Linked DNA regions of Anser cygnoides: all the other regions are linked to region 3. Evidence: chromatin contacts called from public Hi-C data. All regions are on one chromosome and are shown on one strand. The core of a region is the stretch at or near the end of the contact, and the rest is flanking DNA. Distances in the headings are between cores, read along the strand shown. Region 1 holds the start of RRAGD (Ras related GTP binding D). Region 2 holds the start of UBE2J1 (ubiquitin conjugating enzyme E2 J1). Region 3 holds the start of LOC125180298 (BLOC-1-related complex subunit 6-like).

Region 1 (3,799 bases), core at 854-3,353, 190 kb after region 3:
TCTGAAAAACTGAGAGCTGCACGTAGCAGTCCCGACCTGTTTCACCATGACACAGAGTGTAAGTAATCCAACATCTCCTTCACATTATTCAAGACGTTCATTGATTTTTTTGGAAACCTGTCCCAAATTTCATATCAATTTCAATTACTTTTCAGAAGCCTGTGACTACCAGTGCTTCATAGCTGTGTGTGAAGGGGATGCCGTGGTGGAAGGTGTACTGTTAGATCTCACCAGTACCAACACTCTAGTTCTCAGCTCATCTGCTCAACCTATGCCAAACCAGAAGAAAAGTTTTTGCTCATTTTATCATCACAAGGTAATAAGCCTGAGTATAATTTCAACTCGTAGAGCTAATAATGATTTATGGTTGTGTTTTTTTTTCCCCCCACTAATGCAATTATGTTATTCTGAAGTTTTCACCCTTTCTGTATAGAGGAGAATGACCAGTCCCATACTTTCCACTCACTTACCTACAAGGCACGTTCACCTCATGGTATTTCCAGTGCTACTGTCTGCAGCTATGATGCTTACAGCACTTCAGCATACTGTTGAGACAGCAGCCTTACAAGATACATACACTGAACATCTTCAACACTAAGGATGGCCTGAGCCTAAGGAGTTAACAGAAAAAGCTTGTATGCAATCAACCAAGCTGTACAGCTACTGTGGGTTTATGGACATTGCAGAAATGCCTGGTGGAAGGAAATTCTTGCAGCCAAAGAAAAACTCAGAACCACAAGACCTGGCTCTACCCTGCCACAAGTGTGGCACTCAGCAAGGATATGACTTAAAGCTACTTCCTCAGACACTCCGCAAAGGTTTCCTTGCTTGCAAATATGTTTTAGTGGAGCATATCAAAAGGATGACTGGGCTTTACGTGAACCAAGCGCTTTAAGGTCTTTGAATACAACCCCATGTGTAAACTCAAAAGATGAAGCAGTCATTTCAGCTCGGGTCAGAGACAAGAAACCAGCACAAGGTGAGAGATGACCAGCACAAAGCTCTGAAATATCCAGCGTGCCCACAAGCACAAATTACATTTTTACTTTCAGGTCTGGCTTCTCCCTTCACTTTCAACAGCCACAGCATGGAAGCTGTCCTCCTTGCATTGCCCTTTCCATTACTCCTCTGAAAAGCCAGAGAAACGCTAAACTGTGAGGCTGTGACACTGAATTTGGGACTGTTCACTGTACAGACCTGGGAAGGGGTAGGATAGAAACTGGGAAAAGGAAAGCCCTGCAGCCTGGTGTTAGGCACAAAAAACCCTGATCCAAATCCCACGCTGCTCTTTTTTTTTCTTCTTTCTCCAGACTTTGGAGCTAAACAGAAGGCCAGGGGATCTGAAGGGTTAAAATAAGCCTTGTCTTAATCCTGGACGAGAAAGGTCCCTGCATGGACCGTCTTCTCCTGCTAGTCAGGATGCAAAGGGTTGTTTCCGTTAAGTATAATATTAATAGCGTTACTATGGAGAACCAACGCAATTTTTTAGCGATTTCATGAAGTTCCCGTGGAAAAATATCCAGTCAAACTCCTCCGGGCACAGCGCAGGGCTCACCTCCCTGCAGACAACGCCGCTAGCTCGGCAGCGGCCTCAGGGCAAGGGGGGGGGGGGGGCTTCCCCTCGGCGCTGCCCTGCCCTGCCCTGCCCCGGGAGCTCCTCCGGGAAGGGCCTGGCAGGGCTCAGCCGGCAGCCGGCGGCCCCGTGCCCGCCGAGTGACACCCGCAGCTGCGGGGCCGGCCGCTGCCTTTTATAGCCCGGTGCCCGGCCCGCCGCCAGGCCGCGGCCCGGCTCGGCTCGGCTCGGCCCGGCCCGGTCCCCGCCGCACTCACACGCCTCATCGCCGCCGCTCTCCGCGTCGCCGTCCGAGAAGGAGCCGGCCCCGTCGGCGTAGCCGGCCAAGCCCGCGATCTCCTCCTCCTCCTCCTCTTCCTCCTCGTCCCCCTCCTCCTCTTCCTCCTCCTCCTCCTCCGGCAGCTTCCTCGGCGCCTGGCTCATGCCGGCCGCGCTCCCGCCGCTCCCCCTCTGCCTGCGGGCGGCCTCGGGGCGGGGGGACCCAGGTGCGGCGCCGCCGCCGCCGCTCCCCTCCCGTCCCCTGCCGGCCCCCGCCCGCCGCTGGGCGGAGCGCGGCCCGACCCGCGTCACCTGACGGGCACGGCGGCGGCGCGGGCACGCGGCACTCGCGAACGCGCACGCGCGGCCCCGCCGCCGAGTCGCGCCTGAGTGGGAGGGCGGGCGCCGGTGGGTGGTGAGGCTCCTGGTCGTTACGGTCGGAAGAGACGTCCAACGTCCTCTGGTCCAACCACCCCCCTACCACCACTATCACCCACTGAACCATGTCCCTAAGCACCACGTCCAGCCTTTCCTTGAACACCCCCCGGGACGGTGACTCCACCACCTCCCTGGGCAACCCGTCCCAGTGCCTGACTGCTCCTTCTGAGAAGAAATGTCTCCTCATTTCCAACCTGAACCTCCCCTGGCGCAACTTGAGGCCATTCCCTCTAGTCCTGTCACTAGCTATCTGTGAGCAGAGGCCAACCCCCAGCTCCCCACAATTTCCTTTCAGGTACTTGTAGAGAGCAATGAGGTCTCCCCTGAGCCTCCTCTTCCCCAGACTAAACAACCCCAGTGCCCTCAGCCGCTCCTCACAGGACTTGTGCTCCAGGCCCTTCACCAGCTTCGTAGCCCTGCTCTGGACTCGCTCGAGCACCTCGATATCCTTCTTGTAGTGAGGGGCCCAAAGCTGAACACAGCACTCGAGGTGCGGCCTCACCAGAGCAGAGTACAGGTGGACGATCACCTCCCTGCTCCTGCTGGCTGCACTATTCCTGATACAAGCCAGGATGCCGTTGGCCTTCTTGGCTACCTGGGCACACTGCTGGCTCGTGTTCAAGCATGTTACACAGGACCACTAAGAGAAGCTGTAGTAATAAAAACTCTACAGGAGGATGGAATTTTGCAGCACCCAGCGGGCTGAGCTGCACTCATCTGCCTGCCGTGGATCTGCATGCTCATCTGCATGCCTTGGACCAACGCTGCAGGTGGACCACAGCGCGCTGCCCACGGCGAGGCTTCTTCTGGGGGGCTCCTGGTGATGCTCCTGCTGTCTCACACCACCTTGGGCACTGGAGCCGTCCCCCCGTGGTGGTAGGACTGGAGCAAGTAGCACTGGGAGCTGAGCTTGCTGTGCTCCAGCCCACATTCTTCTGTTTCTATCCTCTGAGTGCCCCTTTGTGGTGCTGTTATCAGGAGGCTTTCCAGGCTGCCCTAATCCACTTGAGATAATGGAGGAGCACTTTTTTCTGTAGGGGAAGGAGAGGAGAAATCCCTTTTTATGCCATGTCATGCCAAATTACCCATATGCAAATGTGTTGAAATGCCTTTCTTTCTCCTCAACTCATCCACCAGCTTAGAAGTTTTGCTTGAACGGATTTACAGTGTCCCAAAAGGCTACGTGAAATATTTCAAAGTTAAGTCTGCTACAAGAAATTGGGACCAAGAGCTTTTACCAGTGAAATTTCTAGCATTATGTCATGGGACGGCCCAGGGGGACATTAGTCTGTTGAAAACTCCTGACTGAAAGCGGAGAAAAGTTTCCAGGTCTGTCATAAAGGGCCGTCTGTCTCACTCCGGTACCGGCTGATCACATCTGCACCGAAAGGGCTGTTAGGTTTCAAGGCTGGCGAGGGGAAGTGAGTCTTGCCCACAAACCTGACAGTATTAGGTTTCTTTTGTACCAAGAGCTATGAAACATCACCAGTCACTGAGAATAATTTGGAGATATTAAAATGCTAAATTAGG
Region 2 (3,342 bases), core at 766-3,265, 160 kb after region 3:
GTAGATGCGCTGGGATGAACTAACATCTACTGGAGGAACCCTGACAAGGAAGGAGATGAATATATGGGCGAGCAGCAGCCAGCAGCAAGACAAAATTGTGTAGCAATGGTGCTCTTTATGTAGTCTATCTGGAAGCACATTTGTTCACGAACCCAGTCTAGCACACCTACTCGCAGAAGTGGTGCCCACGCAGCCACATGTCACCGCTGAAGAACTTCACCTCGTGTCACAGCTTTACAGCAGAATCTGACTTAAGAAGATCAACAAAAGGACAGGTTTCTGCTAACAAAGTTTTCCTATTTAAAATGTTTTTCTCTGATTGTACTCGATTTTTTAAAAAACTACCATAACTGTTAAAGTACCATACTAAATACTAAACATTGTAGGTAGTATTTGCTCTCTTTAAAACTACTGAGCAGGCAGAAGTCACCATCTGGAATCAGAGTTTGCTCAAGTCCAACAGCAGATTTCAACAGGCAAAGCCTCTCGTGCAGGTACAGAGCAGTTATTTTCTTCCACTATTTGAAATGGTAAACAGGGTGGATTTGTTATTAAGTATTTCACTATGTTTACATTAGTTAAAGCCACCTTAAGGTTAGAGCAGTCTACATTTCTATCTTCAGCCTTCAGATGAACGGCAATTGTAAAAATAGATATTACAATGCACATTTAACCATAACAAATCTGTAAAACAAACAGAAGTATTAAATAACTGCATACGCATATCTAGCTGGTTAGCAAAAAGAAGTGGTAGGCTAAGGGGAATGGCTATATACAACCAAGTCAACTCATTTTAAAGGCTAACAACAGTTGAAGAAACAAGATTTATTTTGAATCTTTTTGGTATTGAATACCTTTTTCCTATATTTCTAATGAAAAACTTCAACATATTAAGTGAATATTGAAGTGAGTTATCAAACAAGCTTTGTACAGACTTTGTATAGACCTTCACCATCCATATGCCGCGGAGCACGTTTGACTTGGGGAAGCGGTATCGACCCACTGTATGAATCATTTGCCTGTCCCAAGTGAAGTTTGTCTGCCATAGAGCTGCGCAGGTGGCGAAAATCGATTTCAGCAAAGGGAATTTTCACTTGAAAACAAGAGGAGCTCGTAACAGCAGAGGGGAAAAACACCTCCAAGCGAAACCACAAATATTTGCCCTCTTCACCCAGCTCCCACGGGCACATCACAGAGGTTATCGCCACCGTTCCCAGTGACGTGGCAAACCACAACTGGTGAGCATGTTTGTGTGGCCTTGTCAGTTCACACCGCCAACACGTCCAGCATACGGGAGGGAAGAGAAAACTGTGCCTTCCTGGTGTGTTGTTGTATAAATCCAAGGCGCGCACCGCTCGCTCCGTGCTCCCCATCGCTCAGTTATGCAACCTGGGCGTGAGGAGGAGGAGGAGGAGGAGGAGGGAGGGGGCAGAAGACACAATTTAGCAACAGGTCCATCACCCAGGAGCAATGTTGTGTCAACAAGCCTGCCATTTGCATCGGTCAAGCCCAAGTCACCGCGGCGCTGAGTCCCTCCCCGCCTCCCACCACGGCGGCAGGGCTCCGGGACAAAGCCGCCATCCCCGGGGCTGGCAGCACCTGCTGCCCGACAGCGGGCAGGGGGAGCAAGGGCAGAGCCCGGCCCCAAGGCACCGGGCTGCGGGGCCGAGCCGAGCCGAGCCGGGCTGGGGAGAGGAGAGGAGGCGGCTGCGGCTCGGCCCCAATAACAGCGGCGGGTGCCGGCGGGGAGCGACCCGCACCGAGCCCCGCTTCCCCCCAAGCCCTTCGGCCGCCGGGCGATCCCCGCTGCGCCGCCCCGGCCCTGCCCGCGGCCTTACCGGGGTTCTTGAGGTTGTAGCGGCCCTCCATGGCGGCGGGCGCCGCGGCTCCGGCAGCGGGGGACGAGCGACGAGGAGGAGGAGGAGGAAGAAGGCCGGGCCCGGCCCGCCTCGCCCCGGGAAACTCCCCTGACGTGGCAGCGGCGGCGGCGGCCCTGCCGTGGCCGCGGAGGGAGGCACCTGCCTCGGCGGCGCCGCCCCCGGGGCCCCGCTGCCCGCCCCCGGGCTGCGGCCATACCGCTTGTTTTGTTTTGTTTTGTTTTCCTCTGGAAGGAAGGGAGATGGAGAGCGCATCCCTGAGGTGGCACAGGGGGCGCCCATCTTGTTGCAGGGCTTCGAGCAGCTGAAGTCAGAGGGCGAGGCAGCTAGTGACAGGGCTGGGGGGAATGGCCACAAGGTGCACCAGGGGAGGTTCAGGTTGGAAATGAGGAGACATTTCTTCTCAGAAGGAGCAGTCAGGCACTGGGACGGGTTGCCCAGGGAGGTGGTGGAGTCACCGTCCCTGGGGGTGTTCAAGGAAAGGCTGGACGTGGTGCTTAGGGACATGGTTCAGTGGGTGACATCGGTGGTAGGGGGGTGGTTGGACCAGAGGATCTTGGAGGTCTTTTCCAACCTTAATCATTCTGTAACTCTAAGGAGCCCAAGGACCTCATAACAAGAGCAGAGCGGTTTGAACACTTCTTCCAGCCCTCACCAATGCCTCATCCAAAAAGTTTAATGACCTGGTAAGACTTAGTACCACCATGTTTGTTTGCTTTCAGGATCACGCAAGTCTAAAATAGTGTCACGCACTAATCAGTTTAGACAAGAATTACTAGCAAAAGCGTGGCTTGATGGGCAGATCCCCTTTTCCATGTCACACTGCCAGAGGAATTTTTGTTTGCATCTACAATTTTGGTTTCTCTGCTGCCTGGTAACAGCCACAATCCACTTGGGATAGCACTTGTAACAACTTATAGCTAAGGAAATGCATACCAAATTAAAGAGTTCATGTTCTCAGCAGTCTCAGTTTCACTTTAATTCACTGCAAACTGGAAGAAACATGTCTGAGCTTTTACATGCTTGTCTTCAACAACATGAGTTTGACACCCTTGTTTCTAGTTCAGAAATTCTCCTTAATTTTGTCTAGGTTACTTTTATATCCCTTTCTTCCTAATCATCCACATAAAACTTAAGTTTTGGTGTGTTTTGATGTCTTAGTTCTCTTTTCCCATTTCCTTCTTCAATTGAACAGCAACAAAAAACAGTTGTAAACCAAAAAAAGTTGCATACAGATAATGCAGAGAATAATATACAGTTGCATACCTCCTCATGTTCTCAGCATTACAAAATAAGGTGTTACACTTCCCTTTCCTGTTCCATTGTGTAGTGGCCTTGTGGTAAGAGCAACAAATAAATAAAGCAACCTGACTCCATCTTACTGAGTAAGTGCATTTTCAAAAGGGAAATGTGATCTTCCTTTTTACAGGGCAGAACTCTACAAATAACGAGTAATTACATGTAG
Region 3 (3,818 bases), core at 441-2,940:
AGCGTTCTCCACGTTTGTTAACTGTAACAGCATGAGAGTTACTTCAGTCAGGCACTAAGTGTCAACTACAAAGACCCACGTACGCCTGTAAACATCAAGAAAGCGTTCACAACAACTTCAGGTTTGGTCAAAAATAAATACTGACAGCTGCTTCTGATTCAGGTTGGTTAGTTTTCCCTAGCCCTCAATAAACAGCAAGCGTAAGGCATGTGGAATCCAAATTCTTTAATGGAGCTTAAGCTACGGAGCGCTGCGGGCGGTTCACCACGCCGTTTACACCGAGACCCTTTTCCTTCACTGGTTGCCAAGCTTCCTCCAGGCCAAGGCTGTGGCTGGCCGTGAGGGCAGGCCAGGCCCGGGCAGGGGGCCCGAAGGCACCACGTATGAAACCGGGGGGCTGAGACCGGCTCCGGGGCCAGCTTTGAGAGGCCACGGGCAGGCGGCCTGACCCGCTCAGTCGCACCCACCGTGCTGTAGCGGGTGCCACGGGTGCGGCGCTACTTGCAGAGCCCCTCGAGGCGCTCCAGGGTGCCCTTCATGTCTCGGATGCGCTTGGCCAGGGCGGGCACGGGCTGCATGGCGCGGTCCAGCTCCTCGCAGCGGGCCACCAGCGCGTACATGGCGCGGATGCTGAGGTCGGCCGCCTCGCCCAGGCTCTCCACGCCGTCGCGGTAGGTCTGGATGCAGCCGACGCTGAGCGCCGTCAGGGCCTGCAGCCCGCAGTGCACGGCCCGCAGCAGCTCGTCCACCTGCGCCGCCACCTGCCCGGCCAGGGCCACCACGTCCTGCAGCGCCCCGGGGTCGATGGCGGGGATGGAGCTGGCCCCGGCCCCGGCTCCCGGCCCAGGGCCCGGCCCCGGCTGCTCGCCCCGCGGGGCGCCGCTCAGGCGGATCCGCCGCTCCAGGTTGTTGGCCACGAACTGCGTGAGCCGCCCCTCGCGCAGCACCGTCCCCTCCAGCTCCAGGGCGCTCGCCAGCGTCGCCCGGCGGCCCTCCGGGGGGGGCTGCGGCCGCCCCGCCGCCGCCGCTGCTGCCGCCGCTCCGGTGCCGCCAGCGGCCAGGCTCAGCGCCTCCAGGCTCCGCTCGTCCCGCTCCGCTCCCTCCTCGGCCGGGGCCGGGGCCGGGGCCGGGGCCGGGGCCGGGCTCCCCGGTGCCCCCTCACCGCCCGGGGCCGGCGGCTCCATGGCGCTCCCCGCGTGCCTAGCCGGGAGCGCGCCACCGCCCCCCCGCGGGCGCGCCGCCGCCGCCTGTTTATGTCGCCTCCGATTGGCTCCGGGGCCTTCGGGGGCGTGGCCGCCGGGCGTTCTCTTGCCCCGCCATTGGCCGGCGGAGCTGGCGAGGGGAGCGGCTGGCCCCGCCCCTTCGCCTCGCACTGCGGGCTCGGGACTCGGAGACTGGGGAGTGCCCCTTGTTTGTGTCCGCGCGGATTGGGCGGCCTGCGGAAGCGGGCGGGGCCGCGACTGTTTGTGTCGCTTCCGATTGGCCGAGGCGGGGCCTGAGCGGCGGCCGGCTCGCGGGGATTGGCTATGCCCGCCGGAGAGGCGTGCCGCTCGCGGCGTTCCAGCGCGGCGATTGGCCGGAGGGCGGAAGGGGGCGTGGCCCGGCGGTGTAACAACACAGGGGCGCTGCTGGCTGCTCCCCTCACTCCCCCGCCATGTTCTCCTAGCAGCAGCCCCGACCGCGCCACCATCTCAGCCCGCAAAGCCCCGGCAGCCGGTCCCCGGCCCCCCGACCCCTCTCCCCTCCACAGCTCCGGGTCCCCGCGTCCCACCATGGTCACCACCACGGCGCCGCCGCCCTTCCTGGCTCGCATCTCGTCGGGCGCCGAAGACCCCCGGCGGCTGCCCTCCGGCCTCCTGCAGCGCCTCAGGCGAGGGGACAGCAACTGTGAGAACCAGCCCGGCTGCTGCCTGGCCGCCGCGGGGGGCGGCGCGCGGCCCGCGCTCAAGAGGGTGAGGCGGAGGAAGGGCAAGATCCGGCCGGGCCCCGCGGGGCTCCTGCCGAGCCGTTACCAGCAGTACCAGCAGCACCGCGCCGGCCTGGGCAGGAGGACGCCGCTGGCCGCCTACGGCCCGGGGGAGCTGCGCGCTCCCCCAGCTCCCGGCATGGTTACAACCCCCCAGGAGGAGCCCCCCGCGGCCGCCCCTTCGAGAGCCGCGCCCGGCAGACCCCTGAGGAAGGAGGTAGGGAAGGCGCTCGGGCACTTCTCGGTACTTTTCTCCCCCTTTCCCCGGTGTTGGGAGAGGCGGGGGGGGGGGGGGGGGGGGGCCGCTTGTTCCCGGCCGGAGCGCGGGGTAGGGGGGGAGCTGCTCGCCCCCCTCCCTCCGCCCTGCGTGTGAGGGGCGGCGGCGGCGGAGTTTCCGTTACGTCTGTTGGGGGGGGGGGGGGGGGGCGAAACTGCCGCCGGTGATTGGCCGCCGCCGTCCACCAATGGGCGGCCGCCGCTGCGCCCAGCAACAGCCGGATTTAGCCTGCTGGCCGCGCGCCAGCCGCCCCTGCGCGCGCAGGGCGGGACGTGCGCGGGGCGCAGCGCCCCATGGCGGCCGGCCGGGGGGCGAGGGGGGGGGGCTGTGAGGGGATCGGGGGGGGGGGGGGGGACGCCGTGATGGCGGCGGGGTCTGGCCCTAGAGGCAGCGTAGGGGCTGACAGAACCGTCAAGGAGGCTCCTCTCGAGGAGAGGGTTTGCCCGTTGACGTGAGGTCTTTGTCTGCGCAGGTCCTGAAGAACAAGATGGGAAAGTCTGAGAAGGCTGCCGCCCCCCACAGCCAGCCTGTGCACGGTTTCCATCTGTGTGAGCAACCAAAGATTAACAGGCAGAAGGGCAAATGTAACGTGCCGCTGACCAAGATCACCTCTGCGAGAAAGATAGAGAACTTTTGGCAAGATTCTGTACCGACAGAAATAATTCCGAAGCAGGAGAAAAAGCCACTTAAAAACACAGAGAACTTCAGAAATGCCAAGTCCAAGAAACCTGTCACCCTCACAGAAGCGAACCAAAAAGAAAATTACGCTGGGGCAAAATTTAGCGACCCGCCGTCACCTAGTGTCCTTCCGAAGCCTCCCAGCCACTGGGTGGGTGGCACAGCTGAACTTTCCGACCAAAACAGGGAGTTGATGGCAGTCCATTTGAAAACTCTCCTAAAAGTTCAAGCGTAGTTTCCAAGATCTCTGAAGAGCTGCAAAGATCCAGGAAACTTACACATGCCTTGTTGCAAAGAAAAAAAAAAATTACAAAAAAAAAAAATTGCAAAAGACCGTCAAGTCTTGTAACCACATACAAAAATCCTTGTATTATATTTTTTATGGTTGTGTAAATAGTGTACATCATGTATTATGTGTATATTCTTGTTCATACTTTGAGAGGTACATTTTAGTTTTGTTATGAAAGGATGTATTTTGCACTGCCTGAATGGTAGATGTCTTGTATATAAAACATGGACAATTTTAAGTGTGTGCTTGACACATGAAGACTTGACTTGATTTGCACAAGGTAATGAAAAATCTGAAAGGAGAGTACAACTTTCTGATGTCAAGGTTCCAGATCAAATGTGAATGGTTTACTCATGCACTACTGACAATAGTTTTACATTCTGTGTCCCAATCAAGTACAAACATGGAGTTTTCATACAAATGTGAATTTCTGCTCTGGAAACAATATCTGGAATTCCTGTTCATGTGTTTGTTACAAAATTAACTGGAATTTGAGTAGAATTCCAACCCATCAAATGAAGCACTGCTGGTTTCTTTAAAAAAGGAAAAAAAAAAAAAGCAGAGCTTTCTGCCATAAATTTAATTGGTCACTAAAAAATTAAATAAAA

The links. Hi-C and Micro-C count contacts between places; a contact is called where the count stands out from the background.
Region 1: a contact with region 3 is called in a Hi-C map of granulosa cells, with 2.4 times the contacts expected there. The contact joins the promoter of RRAGD here to the promoter of LOC125180298 in region 3. A contact is called at or near these places in 3 of 7 Hi-C or Micro-C datasets (granulosa cells and liver).
Region 2: a Hi-C map of liver shows a contact between it and region 3, with 1.8 times the contacts expected there. The contact joins the promoter of UBE2J1 here to the promoter of LOC125180298 in region 3. A contact is called at or near these places in 2 of 7 Hi-C or Micro-C datasets (both in liver).

What each region holds. Positions count from the first base shown.
Region 1 is chr3:83,133,559-83,137,357 of Taihu_goose_T2T_genome, reverse strand. RRAGD (Ras related GTP binding D) reads right to left here and starts at 2,103. Exons shown (of 7, transcript XM_048049477.2): 1 at 1,831-2,103. The coding sequence starts at 1,996.
Region 2 is chr3:83,163,109-83,166,450 of Taihu_goose_T2T_genome, reverse strand. It overlaps UBE2J1 (ubiquitin conjugating enzyme E2 J1), which reads right to left and starts at 2,015. Exons shown (of 8, transcript XM_048049478.2): 1 at 1,839-2,015. The coding sequence starts at 1,869.
Region 3 is chr3:83,318,157-83,321,974 of Taihu_goose_T2T_genome, reverse strand. It overlaps LOC125180298 (BLOC-1-related complex subunit 6-like), which reads right to left and starts at 1,690. Exons shown (of 3, transcript XM_048049491.2): 1 at 1,622-1,690; 2 at 1,291-1,620; 3 at 1-1,289. The coding sequence starts at 1,690. The coding sequence ends at 498. PNRC1 (proline rich nuclear receptor coactivator 1) reads left to right here and starts at 1,773. Exons shown (of 2, transcript XM_048049497.2): 1 at 1,773-2,183; 2 at 2,716-3,156. The coding sequence starts at 1,773. The coding sequence ends at 3,156.